Linked DNA regions of Rattus norvegicus: region 2 is linked to region 1. Evidence: chromatin contacts called from public Hi-C data. All regions are on one chromosome and are shown on one strand. The core of a region is the stretch at or near the end of the contact, and the rest is flanking DNA. Distances in the headings are between cores, read along the strand shown.

The links. Hi-C and Micro-C count contacts between places; a contact is called where the count stands out from the background.
Region 2: a Hi-C map of Schwann cells shows a contact between it and region 1, with 2.6 times the contacts expected there. The contact joins the promoter of Ngf here to the enhancer-like site in region 1. A contact is called at or near these places in 2 of 12 Hi-C or Micro-C datasets (the A7r5 cell line and Schwann cells).

The regions. Positions count from the first base shown.
Region 1 is chr2:192,524,020-192,526,719 of GRCr8, forward strand. No RefSeq gene overlaps it. Among named protein-coding and RNA genes, the nearest start is that of Ngf, 64 kb to the right of the region's middle. Within about 2 kb of position 1,327, at least 3 of the 93 cell types and tissues checked have an H3K27ac peak or open chromatin away from gene starts, as enhancers often do. A contact at or near this core is called in Schwann cells, where this site is marked.
Region 2 is chr2:192,588,168-192,590,867 of GRCr8, forward strand. Ngf (nerve growth factor) reads left to right here and starts at 1,413. Exons shown (of 3, transcript NM_001277055.1): 1 at 1,413-1,445.

The sequences.
Region 1 (2,700 bases), core at 77-2,576:
TGTCTGCTGAATTCTTAACCTGCCTTTAGCATCCTGCCAGGATGTGAACCGTCTCCACTCCTGCCACCATGACTGTCTCTCTGCCAAGCCCACCCTGACTTGGAGGAATAGAGCCTTCCGAACCCAGGAGCCAAAATAAAAACCCATCCTCTAAGTTATTTGCTTTGTCACAGTGATATAAGTGTTCTAACACTGGGCCATGGAGCAGATAGAGTTTTCTAGGTAGACTGAGAAAGGCTTAAAACTGCCTGCTCAGCCCTGGCCATCTCACTAAGGTTCCTTCAACTCTTCATCCTGTCCCACGTGCTCTGAGAAAGATCTCTTCTAAGGACCATTTGCTGTCTTCAGTGCTGAAATCAGGGACCGTTCCCCCTCCCACCAAAAAACAAAAACAAGAACAAAACAAAAAAGCCAAAAACAATAAAAACAAAACAAAAAACCAAACCAAAACAACAACCAAAAAACAAACAAACAAACAAACAAAAAAACAAAACAAAAAAAGCCAACCAAACAAAAACCCAAAAAAAACCAAAAAACTCCAGACTGGAACTGAAACAGAAGCAGAGAACTCCCATCAGTAGGAAAAACATGACGGCTAAAGGGGGGGCTAGGTTAGCTAGCTGCACCCTTACTTAAAGGCATACACAGTCATCCTAGCAATTTAACTGTGAACTGTATTCTCTTACATAAACAATGAGGTAGTATCCCATGATGCCACTGGGAAATGCATTAAAAACGAGCTCTTTGGGAAAAGAAAGTGTACTTCTTGGTGGCATTCATTGATTTCCTCAGAATAACACTCTCAGCCTGGTCCATTTTAAAGAAACCTTAGTGAAATGATCACACAGGAAGTTAGGACAAAAAGTGAGCGATCCCTTTCACCAGCTAGTGCTACCTGGGAGCAGCCTGGTGTTGGGGAAGTCCAGGAACAGCTGTCGTTTTTTTTAGGTTCGCATAGAGGAAGAAAAGTCAGTCTCTTTTAAGTTAACAAAGAATGGAGAAAGGAGGCAGGATGCAAGGATTTGTAGCAAAGGCTGTATTGCAGCATGGTGAGTACCTCTGAGTGTGGCATGTGTAACCGGGGATGCATTGAGGGAAAGACAGGCCAGCTTGGATGAAAAGTTTCAATGTAATAGCCTAAGCGTTCTTTCAAGATGGCTAGTTACAAAACAGGAAGGTTTTTCTTCAATTGAACTCCGGTTTTTTTTTTTGAAAAGTTGTTTCAAATAATCTGTTGATTACAACAGTCAGTGTAATAGGAGATGAGCTAGCCACTCTCTTAGGAGCCAAGATCAATAGGCTACTATTACAGAAAATGGCCCCACAACGGAGTACAGCCAAGCAAACAGAACAGGGAATTTCAGACCGAGAATGTCAAAGGTCATGCGTGTAGAGGAAATGGAGACTGCGGAAAGGCTAAGAGTGAGGCATTAGTTTGCGTCAAGTAAGAACTCTGTAAGAAGGACTATTTATTAACTCATCTACCCGAACTCTGCATGTCCTTTGTGGCATCCAGAGGCAATTCAAAGTACTGCCCCAAGGCAGGAAGTTTGTTATTGCTAATGTGAACGCAGAGAGATTCCAGCTCTCAATAAATATTTACTGAGAGACATCTTGGCCCAAGATGTGGGTAAATCTTTACTTCACCCACAGTACCCCACAGCTAAGTATCTGCACGGCACCTGCTCTGGCTTTCCCCCGAAGGCCGAGAGAGCGATGTGTCTACGGACTTCCAGCCAGCTCTGGTTCTGCTTTGTGACAGAGAAGGAAGGTTCTCAAACACCATTTCTCTGTTTCTTTTTCTCTTTCATGGGAGTTTTATTTTGGGGCTTCTGTAATTCATTTAAGCATTTATGTTTGATTTAACTATATTTAGACATATAATTTAACTGGAAGTAAACATAAAAATACGACAAATATAAGTGTAACTAATTTAACTATTTTGTAACATGAACTTGCACTAGAGGCCCCTGGGTAAACGAGTTCTTTAAAATTAAGCCAGAAAAAAAAAAAGGTTGCAGTAAATCAGAAGCATAAGATGAGTATCTTCTCTAAGTTCCCACTTTTTAAAAACAGAGTTTGGTTGTTTTTTTTTTTAACTATGGGAAAAATGCTAATTTTCTTGCATAGGAAACTTTAACAATCCTATTACAGCCAACAGTGAAAATGGTTTTGTAGTGTAACTACTTTAAGAATATTGAAATAAAAACCCACTGGTAGCATCAAGTGTCTGCTAAAGTATACAGATAATTAGAGAAGAAAAGTTCTCAGGACAGGCAGAAATAAGAACATGAAGACAGTTTGTTATGTAAGTCTTCACTTTGCTGCCTGGTCTTAGTGACTAGCCTGGTTCTTTTTGAGTTCTTTCAACAGCGTTGGACCAGAGTAAAACTGCCCCTGCCAAAGGTCAGCTTCCCCAGCCTAAGAAAATGTCCAGCAGATAAGGCTAGCCAACAAAACAAAACAAAACAAACAAAAACCAAAACAAAACAAAAAACAAACAAAAAAGCACTGTCTTCCAAATATATAAACAAGTATATTTGGGGATTTATTTTAATTTTTAAAATGTGTGTGATTCTGTGTGCTTGTGCATCCTTGTGTCTGTTTGTCTGTCTGTCTGAATCTCTCTTTCTATCTCTGTATATAAAACCACTGTCTTCCAAATATGCAAACAAGTATATTTGGGAATTTATTTTGATT
Region 2 (2,700 bases), core at 163-2,662, 64 kb after region 1:
CAAAGTCAAAGTCAGAGAGAAGATGAAATCCAGAGGGCTGCAAATACATCAATAGATCCTCTCCTTCCCCAGTGACCTTCAATAGGGAAAAAGGACACCTGGGCCTCACTCCATCCCAACTTCAGGGAACATGATCTTGCCTGTACTACTGGTGTCACCGGCAGTAGGGAGACTTAGTACCTCACCCTCCCTCTGTCACTCACTCTCCTGTATCCATTCCTTCCTGTGGCATTCACCGGGGTAGGGGTGGGGCATATAACATGTCATTCCAAAGGAAGAAAATCATTTTACACAGGGGTGTGTGTGTGCGTGTGTGTGTGTGTGTGTGTGTCAAAAGTCCATAGAACTTGATTACAATTGTTCCTGTACATTTGGTGAAAAATCTGCCTTGAGTTTTATTTCTGCCTTGTTGGTTTGAGGCTGAGGTGGAAACACCCTAGGGAAACAGGCAATGGCCCCATCCGCTCCTGAATCTATCAGGTCCAAGAAATTCTGGAGGTCCAGCTGGGGACCCCACAGCAAGTAAGTAAGTAGACAAAAGGGATGAAAGGGAATTGAGGAGCAGCCTATGGTGGGACAGAAGGCTTGGCCTTCTACTGGGTGTGACTTAAAAACTGACAGAAACCCTGGGACTCCAGATCCTGACAAATGTAGGAAGGGCACACAGACACAGCTCCATCTTCAACATCCAAGGGGCCGGATCTCCTGGGAGGCTCCTGCAGTCCCAAGCCTTAAGACTGGCGGCAGGAGTGGGAGTTGGGGGTACTCTGGACACCAAAGACCCTGTTCCTTAGATCCCAGGCAGATCCACTGTCTGGACATTTTAGTTAATTTTGCCTTTGCCTGGTTTCAGAGCAACCCCTGGCACTGGCCAATCCAGGAGCTTCCTGGGTGTGTTCCTTCAGCTCTCAGATTTACAGGGATAGTAACACCTGATGTCCTGGCCACCAAAGGAGAATAAGTCACCCCTAGGAAGCTAGCAAGGCAGTAAGACAGGGCAGGAGGTAAAGGGACACAGCCAATCAACTCCTGCTTGGCCAGTCTGTCCATTGGTATCTGGAGCCAGCTACCTTGCCTGCTGCCCTAGAAGTCCTCTCTAGATCTGGGACCCCCCACCCCCCACCACATGTATTTCCATCTAAACCTGGGGTTTTGAGTTCTTCTCTGATTAGCTTTTCCTGGCTAGGTTCCACAGGCTCTCCTGGAGCTATCCATCCCGTGTCCCAGGACCCCTACAACCCGGACCCCCTGGGTCCAGTCACAGCAGGTGCCCGGCTGGGATGAGGATTGACCAGAGAGGGAGGGGTCGGGTGGGTGGGGGGCAGGATTTGAAGAGGGTGTGACTCGAGCCTGGAGGAGGGGCTAAATACATCCAGGAAGCCTGTTAAAGAAGCTCTGTGCTCCAGCGCGGCAGAGAGCGCCTGGAGCCGAAGGGGAGCGCATCGGTGAGTCAGGCTGCTCTGAGCCGAGCCCCATAAGGGTGCAGCGCGGTGCGGCGGACTGGGGTTGCTGGGCTCCCAGGGACGGTGTGCTTGGTTCTCTGTCTGGCGAGATTTTTGTAGGTCGAAACGCACCCTTGAAAGAAGTGTCCCGAGTAGATGAAGGAACACGAGATCGCGGGCACGCAAGGGAGGAAAAGGGAGTGAGGGTCTCTCTGGTCGTGAAATTCCCTGTCCCAGGATGACCAGGAGTCCCAAAGTCAACACTGGCGCCTGCAGAAGCTGCACTGCCCAGCCTGAGCTCTCGGGCTAGAAGGGGACAGCGCTCAAGAGAGCCTGGAGTGAGGGATGCGCGCGCGCTGCGAGCGCGCTAGGGTGGCGGAGCAGTAGCCCGCGCGGTGGAGGGCGAGTGCACAGCACGTCGGCTGGGGAGTGCTCAGAGTCCCGAGAGTGCCACGCTGCCCCTAGGTAAGAGGACCAGTCGCCGCGGTCACACTGGGCTCAGTGTTTGTAGCAGGGCCCAGAGTGGGTGCCAAGGGTTGATTCTGGAAGGTTGGGTTCCAAGTGACGAGCACAGAGGCCCTCGGTGGGGCCTGCTGGGCATCTCAACGTATAGCCTTACTGCTTGGGTCAGCCAGTACATTCAGCTGTCTGCTGCCAGGTGTGGCAGAGGCTGGCACCCGGGACTGGGAAGGGCAGCGGGCGCTCTTGGGTTCAGGCAGAGAAGCTGAAGGGAAGGGAGAGAGGACTCTGGGGTCAGGGTGTTGCAACTTGAAGCCAACATAAACATAGGGCTTAGTTAGCCCCGTTTGATTACAATGCTCTTGCTTTTCTAAAACTTTCTGAGATTCATAAGGAAGGTGGTTTTTGGCTTGACCTTTCTCATCAGGTTTACTTCAGAGATTTAAGAAGAGCCTGCTTGTTAGGCTGGTTTTTCCAAGTTGTTCCAGGCTGGAAGTTGTAGCAGTTTGAAGGATAATTTATGGGTGTTTCATGCGTTAAAGTGTATTACAGCAAAGTCTTTTGGGTGCTGTGGGTATTAAGGAAAACTCAGTGCACGTTCCCAGCTGCAGACCAAAAATACTGCTCTCCTGGGTGCCTCTGCCCCAGCTATCACAGGAGGCCAGTGGAAACCCTGGAGAAAAGGCACTTGATGTGTTGCCGTCCATTCTCCCTGAGTACTCTCTCTGGCAGTACCAGTCCACTCTCCCCATAGGCAGGGTCAGCTGAACTTTGAAAGCTCAGAACCAGCCATAGAGGT